2 separate regions of the Sander lucioperca genome follow, and region 1 is linked to region 2. Evidence: chromatin contacts called from public Hi-C data. All regions are on one chromosome and are shown on one strand. Each heading gives the region's core, a stretch centred on a gene start, on an enhancer-like site or on the middle of the called end of the contact. The rest is flanking DNA. Distances are from core to core; before and after follow the strand shown. Region 1 holds the start of acp7 (acid phosphatase type 7). Region 2 holds the start of fsip1 (fibrous sheath-interacting protein 1).

Region 1 (6,523 bases), core at 2,967-5,466, 130 kb after region 2:
TAAATGACTAGTGGACCACGGTTAGCCTCCAATAAATAAACTATTATTATTATACTATACAATATTTGATCTTGTTTTATCAATCAAAGAATAATATTTTTTGTAAACTTGTAAAGTGGCTGTTAAACAAATGTTTAAATTGTTGTTTCATGTGAAAAGCCAACAAAAGACAAAGAAAAATGATACTGTTCTTTTATTATCTTTTATTATCCTGGTGGGAAATCGAGACAAGGGACAAAAGCTAGTGAGCCAGAGATTCAGTCGGATTGTTGGACAAACACATTTTGGCACAACACAGACCATTATCTGTTTAGACTCTACTCCCCACAAGTGATGGAGCAAGCAAATGCCCGGAATCCAACCCTTATGTTTAAAAGCAAAGCATACAAATGACAAATAGGCATTATTATGCTGATGTCAATAATTACCACTATATTACAGGATTATTTCTTTTGGAATGGGTCTGCTAGCTTACTGGATATGATTTATGTTAATATAATCTGTTGCAAGCTGTGCCAGGTATCTGTGGATAACTAATGCCTGAGTCAACAGCTGATAAAACATACTGCCTCTTCATGGCTTTCACAGTGCAAATTGTAATATTTTAATCAGTGTGGAGCTTACCTACGTGCAGGATGACATCATACATGCCAAGCTGTGTCTCCTTTTGCAGTCGAGCCAGAGACTGAGGGTTCTCATTGCCCATGTCACCATACACTGCAAACCTGGGACTGAAGCTAGTGCTGTCATTCAGAGCAGTGAAGGAGAACATGTCGCTCCAGCCCTCTTCACTCCCACAGTGGTAGACTGAAATTACACAGGAGAAGAAAAACTCTTTAACATGAGTTATGAGTGAAAGTCAGTAATATTAAAGCTCCACCCACCGTAAGTTGCAGTAGGTTTGAGGTCTGTAAGAGTGACTCTGTGGATGTACATCTTCCTCATCTCCTCTCCTGAGTCCACAAACAGAGCAGCGTCACCTTTGGCGCTCATGTCAAAGAGCCGACCCCCCAGAAGGCCGTACTCCACCTTGCTCTCTGTCTTATTGAAGGTGGTCCAGGTCACCACCATAGAACCTGGCACTCCTGTGAAGAAAAGCCCAATTATTGGAATCGTGATGTAGATTGATATGACAGAACAACTGGTGCATTTATTAAAGCCAAGAGATGCTTATAAAAAGGCTGACTTAGCACAAGAGTGGTGCTTTTGATCTTGCCACTGGCGAAATATAACCATCAGAAAGCTGAGATAAGCTGACCACTGGCCAGGTACTCATTTCATAAAGACACCAACATCAACTGCATTTAATGACTACCACGTTTTACCTTCATCAGGAATGAACGAAAGAACATTTATGCTGCACAGACTGTGTGAAGCAAGGGTTACATCAGTTACTGTATATGTATGGCAGTTAAGGGAATTACTGGTGCCTTTGACCTAAATGACTTACAACAACAGGTAGTTTTTTTCCGAGCAACGGGGCACTTCAGACATATTGCTGTTGCATTAAATAAGGTTTCGTCAAGGCCTTCAGTCATTAATGTTCCTATATTGTAAAAAGTGAAATTTCCATGTTTTTATTTTATTATAAAGCAGGTCAAGGTGCTATATAAATACTGTGAAAGCTTCAAAATGCTCAAATCTATAGAGAAATGAAAACAGCCCATATTCAGGAACTGTGCCTTTAAACAAGCCATTAGGACTTCCGTACAGTTGTGATGTCACATCTATATATAGATAGAAAGTGCATCTACAGTCATTCCCCGGCTGCAATGACAGTGTAGAGACTCAGAGAGCGCATATGCGGAAGAGCCGAAAACGCTGACCAATCGGAGCAGACTTTGCTTTTTCGGGGGAGGGCTTTAAAGAGACAGGCACTTGAAATAGAGGGTTTTAGACAGAGGGTGAATGCAGGCGTATTCAGGCAGACAGAGTATGACAAAAATATGTTTTTGAGCATTAAAGCACGTAAACGTATTTTAGTAGAAACCCAAAATACAAGTGTGAATCTGAAAATGAGTATAATATAGTACCTTTAAATTAGTTGCATTACATGAAACTGTTTTTTTTTTTTTTTTTTAAATATCAAGATCACTGAAAGTAGAGTACTGGAGTTAATGCACCGATCCGATACCACGTAAACAGCCCTAAAGAAAATCTACGTTAAAGTAGTTTATTTGTTCTTTTTCCGTTATAACTGACTGTCAAACTGGATAATAAAAGAAAGTTCTGTGGCATTCATTGTTTGTGTTTGTTCATGTTTCACAAAGAATTTAACCTGAGCCAGACCGAGAACAAAGATAGAAATAATATCACATCCATACAGGGATAGTAGTATACAGTTGTTAAAACATAATAAAATATATGACATACTGGTATCGGATCAGTACTCGGTATCGGCTGATACGCAAGTTCAGGTATCAGAATTGGTATCGGGAAGCAAAAAATGGTATCGGACCGTCTCTAACTGAAAGTGAATCTGAACTTCAGTGAACTTGTTGCAGAGCTGCAGAACAGTAACAAAACGTTCAGCGGCCCAGATGTACCAGTGCTTTCAGTCATTTTATTATTGAGTGATTTGTACAAAACATCTGTAAATCTGCAATCCATATGACCTGGATACTGGTTTGTATTACTAAGCGGAAAATTGTATCCCTAAATGAAAACACATGAGGCAGATGGAAACAGTTCAAATGCTTACCTGGATAAGAAAGGTGCACTTGCTCTGGCTGGGTCCAAATGGGAGGAACACCAAGCACCAACAGGGGTGCGAGGCTTAACAAGGCACAGGCAGCATGGACAGGCACCATTTTAACACTGGGCTGCAGGGACAACAACCTGATTAAAGTAGCAACACACGCCCAGCAAATAAAACAATCTTGTCACTGTAATCACATGATGTTAAAAGCTTTCATGACAAACATCACATGACTGAGCCTATTGATATAAAACCAAGTGAACCAATGGGTCTGTTTTGAAATGATACAGCCTCAATATATCCTACCTGACCTCAGTGCTAGTTTACACAGCACTCAGTGGCAGTGACACACTCACACACACACACACACACACACACACACACACACACACACACACACACACACACACACACACACACGTACAGACACCGTGTTTGGGGTATCTGATGAGGACCTCTGTCTGCATCAGTCAACCCAAATGATGAAAATGCAGAACCAAAACAGCAGAGTCAGCAAGAACAGCACGGAAAGAGATGATGTGTCAATAAAAACAGCTGATGTTGTTTTTCATTGTGCAATCAGGGAAATCAAAGTGAGCTCAAGTACAGCAGAGATTAGCCACAAGCCAAGGCTTGCCTCGGATCAATAAAATGCTAAGGCAAACAGCTGATGTGCCTCACTGATTGGAGTAAAGGCACTGTCATGGTCATGGCTCATGAAGACAAAAGCAAGATGCATTTGAGCCAAAACACTAAACATGCTGATGTCATTTATTAGTTATGGTAACTGCCTCTCCAGTTGAATGTGTCTTTCAGTGAGATCAGCTGACTGGGATGACTTAAGACCACAAATCTAGACCACAGCTTTAATGAAATGTTTGGTTTTTGAAATGTGCACCATTGATATCTCAATAGTCGCTAGAGGGTGCACACTGCACAGACTGAATTATGAATAGGATGCTTTATTCTCTGATACTGGGCGGTATTAGCAGTTGATATCGGATGTGTTAGCTGGTTGGCAGTCGCCTAACAGAATCAAAGGGAAAGATTGATTTTATTATTCCTGCTTAGGAATGGAAAACAAGGTGAGTTACACCATTTAGGATACTATTGTGTTGTAACGAAATGATATACTGTGAAAGTTATAGACTATTTGTGGACCACTGGTTGTAACGTTAAACCGTGCTTTTTTTTTTGTCTATTTGCCTATTTAGCTAGCGTTTGCTGTTAGCTGGCGAATTCTTACTGTTATTAATTGTAGCGTTACGGTAGCGTTAGGTTACGTTTAACGTTACACACAATACAAAGCCTTTTTTATGTTGTCTACTAACAACACGTAGGCAACAGTTTAAAGATACTGAATAAGGCTCTCCAAAAGCTCAACCTGACCCGAATACACGTTAAATTAGTAACTGAAAACACTCACAACACAACTTAGCTGTTTAGCCAGGGATCGGTTCCTGGCCACGTCATTGCGCAGAAGATCAAAAAATGCCCGCATGGATTGTGGGAAATTGTGTTTTGCCTTTAGAGCCTGTAAGACTTGAAGATGAAAACTTTATTCCTTTTTTAAACAAATAAAAGACATAACAAAATGCAATATGAATGCTGTGAATAATAGATTTAGAGACATAACCCATATTTGTGATTATCTTATTGTGTTGACCTGACCACAATATCTGGCTGTGTGCGCTTGTATGTATTAAACTATGTCTAACAATTTAGATTAAAAGGGGCTTTTCTTTCTCTAGGTCTAATGGACTCCAACAGTGAAGACGGAGAGTACCAAAATCATGAATATGCCTTACAACAAGATGCAGCCCAGTACAGAGTGACCTATAGGAGAAACACAAAAGAGGTGAGCTGGGTGACACATTATAATACACAAATGTATCTCTGTGTACTGGACCTCTTTTGCTTCTTATAATTGTGTTATTTATCACCATGCAAAATGTGTTGTTACATGCAGGTGGATTATAATAAAAATGAGGAGTTCAACAGAATGAGGTAGGTCATTGCATATTTTGGTTACATTACAGGAAGTGCACAATGGGATTTGGTTTACAACAGAATGTTTGAACATTTTACACTGCACAGGTATCCAGTGAGTCGCTCTGGCAAAAACCTGGGCAGAGTGAAGCGGGTAGTCTCATGTAAGAGGAAGACCCATCATCTGACAGTGACTCGGAGGAAGCAGCTCGGGACTGGGAAGACTTATGATGCTGCAAACAAGGAGAATGAGATGAACTGCATGCAGGATATGCAACAGGAGATATTTGACATGGACCCTTGGGAGTTCCCACTAAATGTCACTAATAACCACAAGACTGGTAATACTGGTTCTGAACAAGCCGACTACTGTACGCTCACTGAGGTCAGAAATACTATCACAGCTCAGATATATTGTTTTCTTGTGGTTTTTATGATTTTTGTTATGGATTACTGTGTTACTAATATGCAGATAAAACAACCTAACAATGTTTTTCAGCTCACAAGGGATCATAGCACAATGACTGATGTGCTCTTTGGAAGACATCTGAGACTGAAAGTATCTTTAACATTGTGGCAGAGAAATGTTGGAGAGCTGTTGACGTACTTTCTGAGGTACGTAGTGTGTAGTTGGTTTAAAAAATGTAACGCACAGAGTGTTCGCTAGAATTTCACAAATATTTTAATTTTATTGTCTTTGTGCAGAATCCAAGATATTGGTGTGTTTGTTGATTTTCTCCCACTGATAAGCAGAAGGTGAGTGACTTGAAATTGGTCTGAGCTACACTGCCTACAAGTGGAGTAAATGTTGCTTTAACCTAATTGTCTCTGCAGCATTGAGGAGGATCCCCACAGGGTCACCATTGGCTGTTGTGTTGACCTCTTTCCTTTAGTTAAGAAAGTCCTCACCAATCCATATGAAGAGTGAGTATTCCTGCTGCAATGAAGTGTTTTGTTGTTTGTTTTGCAGTGCAATTGAATTATTACAGAATTAAAGGCTTATGTTAATAGGGGAACTGACAGTATGTGGAAGGACAATTACAAAAATACTAATAAATTGAGATTGTCTTCTATTCTCACAGGTATCTTATAGTTGGTTTAAAGTGGATAAGTTCAGTTTTGAAAAACTGGTGGGAGGACCTAAGAACAAGTGGCTGTAGTGGCTCAACTACATGTAAACTTCCGAAGGATAGGTAAGTGTTGTTTTATGAGCTGTAGGATACTTCAGAAAGAAATACTGTATATATTCGAACAAAGTTGTATTGTCAAAACTGAAAAAAACATTGGGACAAAGTAAACAAAATAACATATAAATCCATACAGGTCACTTAATACTAGCCAGAATTTTTGCCACTATTTTCAATATTTTGCCTAATGTGTTATCAGAATACACAGCCATTGTGGTAAAGTATTCATTTATCGTCATTCTAGAAATTTCCAGGCATTTAATCAGCAGTTATTGGAGTTATGGTATCAGAACCCTTCACTGAAATCTGTTTCGGGAACTGCTGGAGACATGGCTAAGGTCAGTGCTGCATATATATGAATAAATCATTACCGCTGTCATCATTGGCTTTGAATTTTATAATACAAAAAAAGTCATCGTCTCACATCATCATCTTTTTCCCCTAGGTCATTGACTCCTTCCTGTCTCAACTTACCTGACGGCATCAAAGAAACAGATAACAGATCTTTCTCTGATAGCAGTCGACTCCTTAGATTGGAGCGACTGTTGTTTCCACAGAGAAGTGCCTTTTAGCGTGTAGCTGTCCCTAGGGGATATTGATGTATTTATTGGCTGGCAGATAAAGTTGAACAGTTGAAATACTGAGAATG
Region 2 (7,148 bases), core at 3,732-6,231:
AGACAGAAATGTGTCTCTGACCTCTTGTGGAGTTGGTTTGTATGATTAGAGCCCTAATACATCTCTGACTGCATTTACAGTAAAACTTTAACCTTTTTGTTGTTGTTGTTGCTAGTAGCCAAGGAGGTAAGGGAGGATTAAAAAAACATGATGGACTCATCAGAAAAGGTAATTATGTATAGTATGTATGTATAGTGCGTTTTAGAATCAATTTTAAGATTTTATTGTTTGCTTTCAAGGCCTTAAATGGTCTGGCCCCGGAGTATTTGTCCGAAATTTTAACTTTGCGGGAGCACAACCGGTTATTGCGGTCTTCAAACCAGCGACTTTTAGAAGTGCCAAGGTCTAGATATAAACGGTGGGGTGACCAGGCTTTTGCAGTTGCTGCTCCGAGACTCTGGAACAAGTTACCCCCTGATATCCGCACTATTACAGATGTAGCTCTTTTTAGGTCCAAACTTAAAACGCATCTGTTTAGTCAGGCTTTTAATACGTAGCAGTGGTGTGACGATTTCATTCTTCTGTTTCTCTGTAACTATTTCTGATTTTACATGTTCTTTCTTTATTTTGTATGATATGTGTTTTTATTCTTGGTTTCGATGTTAAGCACTTTGGATACCTGCTGGTTGCTGTAAAGTGCTATATAAATAAAGTTTGATTGATTGATTGATTATCTTCATTTGAGTTTCGCCGGACGACACAATCCTTTGAACACAGCCATACTGAGAAATACTGAGAGAGTTGTGTGGAGCTGACAGTCTTAATTAGCTTTGTAGCAACTCATTTGGCAATGGCTTAAATGTAACGGACGTTCATTAATGGTTCATTAAAACAAACTGTAGGTGTTAAGAGCACAGATGTGAATTGAAATAAGAAAATAAATCTACCGTAGGTTTGAAAATTAAATTGAAATGCATATTGACAACTACTTAAAAATAAAAAAATAATGAAACATCTCAAACTACAATACATTGAAAGCAGATACTATCTGTGTATTCAGGTTAAAGTATATGTAGATACCAGGTGTAAGGAGGGTCAGAATTGCAGACGGTACTATGAGGAGGTTTGTCTTTACCGTCACTGCGTATACAGCGAGGAGGTTCAGAGGACCAGTGTCCCAGGGTGGTGCAGGTGAGGCTGCTGGGTCCGACTGGCAGGTAACCCGGGTCACAGCTGTAGTGCAGACGTGTGCCCACAGGGAACAAGCTCCTATTGGTGTCTGTCAGATTAGTTGAGCTATGCTGCACTGTAGAAGGTCTTATACAACCTTAAAAAAAGGACAGTCAGAAATACAGTTAATAAGCCTACCTATACTTCGTTTTTAATAATAAATGTTTTGTTTATATAGCATATGTATGTTACAAAGTGTTGTACAGGTAAAGGTAAAACAGAGTATTAAACAGAAAAAAGTAAAAAAATTGAGCAAAAAATGAAATTAAAATAAGCAAAGAATAAGAAAAGAACTTAACATAATGTTTTGAAGGTTTAAAGGTCCCATGGCATGAAAATTTCACTTTATGAGGTTTTGTAACATTAATATGAGTTCCCCCAGCCTGCCTATGGTCCCCCAGTGGCTAGAAATGGCGATAGGTGTAAACCGAGCCCTGGGTATCCTGCTCTGCATTTGAGAAAATGAAAGCTCAGATGAGCCGATCTGGTATCTGCTCCTTATGAGGTCATAAGGAGCAAGGTTACCTCCCCTTTCTCTGCTGTGCCTGCCCAGAGAATTTGGCCCACCCATGAGAGAGACATCATGGCTTGAAAACGAGCAAAGCATGGCAGTTGGTCAAGGCCACACCCCCACCCTCCACCTTGCCCCCCCCAATAGCATTTAAAGCTACAGACACAGAAATGGCACATCCTAAGGAAAGCTCATTGTGGGACTGGCTCTAGTGGCTGTAATTCTGCACCAAGGCTGAATTTCGGGAAAGAGACTTCACATACAGTATTAGGGGACCACTAAGGTCTATATAAAAGCATCCAAAAATCAGCACGTCATAGGACTTTTAAATGAAGACACACACTTCCACAGCTGAGACTGTCGATAATATTAAGACTATTTCTCTATTTGGACTAATTTATCCACAAAATCCAAATTTTTTGGGGCATTGCTTTGCTGACAGGTGGGTGTTAAAGCCTATTGACTGATTGATAGATCTGAGTTTGAGGACTGACCAACCTTGGCTCACACAACTGATCTGCATTGGTCCGTCCCACTGTCCATCCTGACAGGTCAGGTAGTTATAGTCTCCGCTGACAACGAAGCCCTCATCACAGAAGAACTCAATCACAGTGCCATGGGAAAACATTCGGCAGGGGGACGGGTGGCAGGTGTAGCCCCCATTTTCGGGTTTGGAGAGGGGTAGACATGCTGATGGGAGCGGCGAAACACAACATATGAAAAAAAAATCCTTAGATGGGCCACATAATTAAATGTGAAAAAAGAAGTGTTTTAAATTAGATTAGCTGCTCATAACACAGTCACTCATTATTTCTACTATCAGTAAAGACAGTGGTGGACAAAATATCTTACCACCACTGCGTATACAGCGAGGAGGTTCAGAGGTCCAGAGTCCCAGTGTGGTACAAGTGAGGATGCTGGGTCCGTCTGGCAGGTAACCTGGGTCACAGCTGTACTGCAGAACTGTGCCTGCAGGGAACGAGCCCCTGTTGGTTTCTGTAAGGTTTACCCAGCTGTTCTGGACCATATACGGCCTCACACATCCTGGGAAGAGAATACCAAAGAAGAAGAAATCCTGTGAAAGTGCTCAGGTTTTCAACAAATATTTTGAGACAGGTTTGATACATTTGACCCAGTGAAGCCACCAGTATTAGAGACACAGAATGACCTATGGTAACCACCTGTACTAAAAAGGCTTTGCAATGGCACCACATGTGCCCAGAAAATGTCATGGCAGTCCTCCGATTATATTAACATTGCAATATTGTGTATAAAGTGAAAGAGTTAAGGTCAATGGGTCACCACAATCAGCAGGAACAATCTCCTAGAGATCACGAATATCTATGACAAATTTTACAGCATAAGTTTTCGAGATACATTGCTATAGAGCAAAGTATTAATGGGTGCAAAGAGCAACCAACAAACAAAGTCTATTTGTGGATTGGCTGTGTCATGGTGGATATCTCATCCGCCTAATCGGGTCAGTATCAGCACCTGTGCTGTCCCTAATGTTTCCTTTCCTATTGGAACTGTAGCGAAAGGACTGAACTGTCACAGTTGTTTTGTGAGGCTACTGGTTTAACTTTGATACAATTCTAAAACCATTGGATGCTGCAACACCAACATCATCTGGTTGCACAGAGAGAAATTATTTGCTGATTGCCCCCTTCCTTGTTATACAACAATTTGAATGTATTCCACAACTATTTAGCGTAGGAGTACGTAGAGTAAGAGTAGTTCACGGTATAGTTACATTAAATAATTAATTTGTATACTAAACAATAACATCTCAGGTAGTTATAGGGCTGTACTATTGCTGATGATAAATCTGCTGGGATAAACTGACACGTTGAAATCAATGTTAGGAGGCAGTTAATTAAGTCTCCCCTGTGCTGTAGAACAAGCAATACATCCTGTCTGTGTGAGGACTCCCAGACAGTCACCCATCTGGTCTGTCATGACAAAGCTGATTTGATGTTAATTCACCAGAGCACTGACATAATCCATAATGCTCTGTATTGTATGAGTGTGCAACCATACATTTTGCCTCTTACCTGACCCTTGCCCAGTGGACACTGCAGTCAGTACCAGCAGCAACAAGAAGGCCCGATTAGTGGCTGAGGTGTTGGCCCAAAATGCTTTTGATATTGACTCTATCATTCCATTGCACATCTTCCCCTGCAGAGTCGACTCAACCTGGTATGATCAGAAAATAATGTAATTACAAACGTATAAATATATCACGATGAAAAAGCAATCCCCCATAGCCTTGACCATATGCTGTCACCTGCCTGGCGCAGGTACTCTGCAGATCTTGGACAGCTGCCAGGGAAAATGGGTGTGATTGTGGTACAGTCGTAACGTTACTATAACATGACTGTGAAAAAAAGCTAGCAATAATGGTTTATCATTAAGCAAGCTAGCGCTGATTAGAAAGCAATGCAAATTCCTCTCCATAACGCCGTTAGGTATGTCAACCAAGCAACGGCTTTAGCTATTTATATCTCCCGCATATAAGACGTAACTGGTTCTGTCTAAGCGACTACACACCTATGATACACACACCCATTTTCGGTGCTTCTTTATATTAGCTGTGATAGCTAACGTTATGTTTGATAACGTCACCAAGGCCAAAACAAAATCTATCACATTTAGATACCGAAGGTATAATGTTGATGATAACTAGCTAGCAACTGTGCTACCACATACAGGACTATAAAATCCAACAGAGCACATCATAGCTGGTTTTCATTGTTAGGGTAGCTAGCTACATCAATATTCTTAGCTTGCTAACGCTAGCTAGACATGACAATGGGCTCGTTGGTTAGCGTTGCCTACCACAGAAACACGGCCTCGAATCCTCCACCCTCTCTTTGTCACACTGTAGACATTTATCAACAATATCTCAGCTACATCGACGACATGTAACGTTACTGCCGAAACGACGATAATATGATTTAACGAGCCGAGTGGTACTGCTACAGCTAAACGCTAGCGTCCTACTGGCTAGCTTGTTAACCGATACGCTAGCTAGATGCATCAATTGAAGCATCAGCTGAGCTGCCTCGATTTCGTGGTAGATCCTAAATCGGATCTGCTAGACTGGTCGACGTAGTTAGGTTTAGGCATGAGTAGTGGGGATTGGTTATGGTTAGGGTAAGAATACCAGGGTAAGCCAATCCGAGGCAGAATAAGGCAGAATAAGGCGGGCCACATGGCAAGTTCTTTGACGTGGACACGTCTAGCGGATCCGATCTAGCAGATTTCGTCCGGTAGCCATAGTAACTAATGCATATTTCCTTAGTTACACCATCCGGGAGCGTTTGCGTCCATAGTAACCGAAAAAAACCACGGGACACATTCTGGAAGGTTTCTGTTGTGGTTGAGTGAAAGTGGTTTTACTTAGCATCATCAGTTTAATACTATCAAAATATTTGTATGTCGTTTTTAATTCTTGAAATACAGCTTAAGAAAATCACACTATGGAAATTATCAGAGGAAGTTTAGATGACATTTCTAGACCTGCATCGAGTGAGCAAACAGGTAGCCGTGTGTCGAGCGTGTCTTTGCCTCATAGTGACAGAATTGGTTCTACAACTCCATTTGCCCTAGTTGTTTTGACCAACGAAGCTGCTGATATTCAGGTAATTGAGTTAATTAAAGACGATACATGCACATTACAACATTTATGATTATTGACTTACAAAACTGTATTATTTACAATAACTTTGTGACAAAAACAATTCCCTGTAACGTTAGACCCAGAGCAGCTCTGAAGAAACTATAATCAACTCATCAGCCAGTGGTCCTGACAAAGGTAAGTGTTCTGATGGAGCAGCTAGTACACTCTTAGGATATTCCAGTTTTAATTCAGTAACCCTACGCTCTATATAATATTTGTGCATCTTTCAGGTCAGTGTCACATTGAAGTTACTGATGACGAGAAGGAAGATTCAAAACTACAGAGAGCCATTGAGGAAATGAGAAGACTTGATGAAATACTGTCTGCAAAGATCTGCATAGAAAAAGAAGTCAAGCGTCAAAGGAAAGAACTTAAAGCAAAACTCTGGCAAGAACTCCAGGTATTCAAAGTCTTCATTCACTCCACTTTACATTACCACTTCACTACTAGGTTTTGGACTAAAAAGAGGTGGCCACTTTTATCACATATGGTGTGATGTTATTGTGTATTTTTCTGCAGCAGAATAAGCCTGAAGGTCACTCTGAATGTGCCCAAGAAGCCATGAACACAAGGTTGTTTTTGGCTCTGGAAGCACCCACTGGTGAGCGTAGTCATCAGTATAGGCTACAGATAAGCAACAGTGTTGAAAAGTTAAGTTATGCAGTCACTGTGACACATCTTAAATATGTTTTTTTTTTTTTTTTTTTATCTTAAAAGGGACAGAAGAGGAGGACGACGATTTTGTGCCTGTGTTTGAAACTCAGGTTCCTGACTGTGAGCACATCAGAGACAGCCAATACTTGGAGCAAAGTGAGTTAGTGAGAATCGAACATGAAAGAAAAAGCAGCACTCAGTTTTCCATGTTAAGATCATGGATCTTAAAATCCATGTTCTCAGTTGTACTGCCTAGATTGTGCACTTGATGGCGCCATGAGCTCATGGAATTTATAGCTGTTGTTTTCCCCCTTCATGGCAGGCTGGTGCAGACAGCAGTACTAACTCAGTTTTACAGAAGTCAATGCATAACAGTTTACCCGCTATGCGACTCCTGAACAATTTCCTGATCAAGAGCTTGTGGCTTTTTATGATATTGATCTCTTAAGGAAGGAAAACAATCTCCCTGGAGATGTGAGGAGTTAATTGTGTTGCTCTGCTCTAGACATTTAGGTAGATTGGCTGCTTGAACCTCTTACACCTAAGTTCAAGAATGGTCTTCACACCCACTATGTCACCTTGCAGGGCTAGCATTAGAGTAGTCTAAGTTTTATATTTCACTTTTTCAAGATGATTTGGGCAGCTGCAAACACTTTAATCAAAAATGAAAAATAACTCTCATAGAAATTCTGTGATTTTGTATCAGATTTGGCCAATGGTTGTTATTAGAGCTTTTGCCTTTGGGAATGTAAAGTGTGGCTTTCGTGACAGGTGAAAAGAGGCCAGACAGCTCGACAGAATCATTTGAACTAGGCCATGAGGAGAAGAGGGAAGAACAATTTGAAGGCAGCCATTGTGGAGCTTCCAAAGGCAAGAAAAAACAGAAGGACTTTGTCAAGAGAAACATTGAGGTATGTCAAAGTTCATGTTGGGCCAAATGCAGTCCTGGGGTATATGGGCAAGTCTCTCCACCTTTTATTTTCAGTGAGAAAAATATTTGTCTCTAATTCAAGAGAAATATATAGTTTAGACTTATAGGGCATCACTGAAAAGAATAAAAAAAATGGTATGCAAATAATGATTTTGATTCTCTTTTTTCTCTCCAAATGCAATAGCTAGTAAGTGGTGAGG

The links. A called contact is a pair of places that touch in the nucleus more often than the background predicts.
Region 1: a contact with region 2 is called in a Hi-C map of liver, with 6 times the contacts expected there. The contact joins the promoter of acp7 here to the promoter of fsip1 in region 2. A contact is called at or near these places in 2 of 2 Hi-C or Micro-C datasets (liver and muscle).

The regions. Positions count from the first base shown.
Region 1 is chr18:14,463,800-14,470,322 of SLUC_FBN_1.2, forward strand. It overlaps acp7 (acid phosphatase type 7), which reads right to left and starts at 4,217. Exons shown (of 14, transcript XM_031278972.2): 1 at 4,125-4,217; 2 at 2,702-2,838; 3 at 885-1,085; 4 at 625-807. The coding sequence starts at 2,810. It overlaps LOC116035702 (KATNB1-like protein 1), which reads left to right. Exons shown (of 10, transcript XM_031278978.2): 2 at 4,450-4,556; 3 at 4,668-4,705; 4 at 4,796-5,072; 5 at 5,187-5,302; 6 at 5,393-5,443; 7 at 5,522-5,611; 8 at 5,770-5,880; 9 at 6,119-6,212; 10 at 6,320-6,523. The coding sequence starts at 4,455. The coding sequence ends at 6,352.
Region 2 is chr18:14,331,731-14,338,878 of SLUC_FBN_1.2, forward strand. It overlaps fsip1 (fibrous sheath-interacting protein 1), which reads left to right and starts at 4,982. Exons shown (of 10, transcript XM_031278444.2): 1 at 4,982-5,325; 2 at 5,441-5,498; 3 at 5,594-5,763; 4 at 5,886-5,964; 5 at 6,081-6,173; 6 at 6,789-6,928; 7 at 7,133-7,148. The coding sequence starts at 5,164. It overlaps LOC116035435 (sushi domain-containing protein 6-like), which reads right to left and starts at 4,888. Exons shown (of 9, transcript XM_031278442.2): 1 at 4,520-4,888; 2 at 3,736-3,877; 3 at 2,534-2,725; 4 at 2,180-2,371; 5 at 1,076-1,267. The coding sequence starts at 3,853.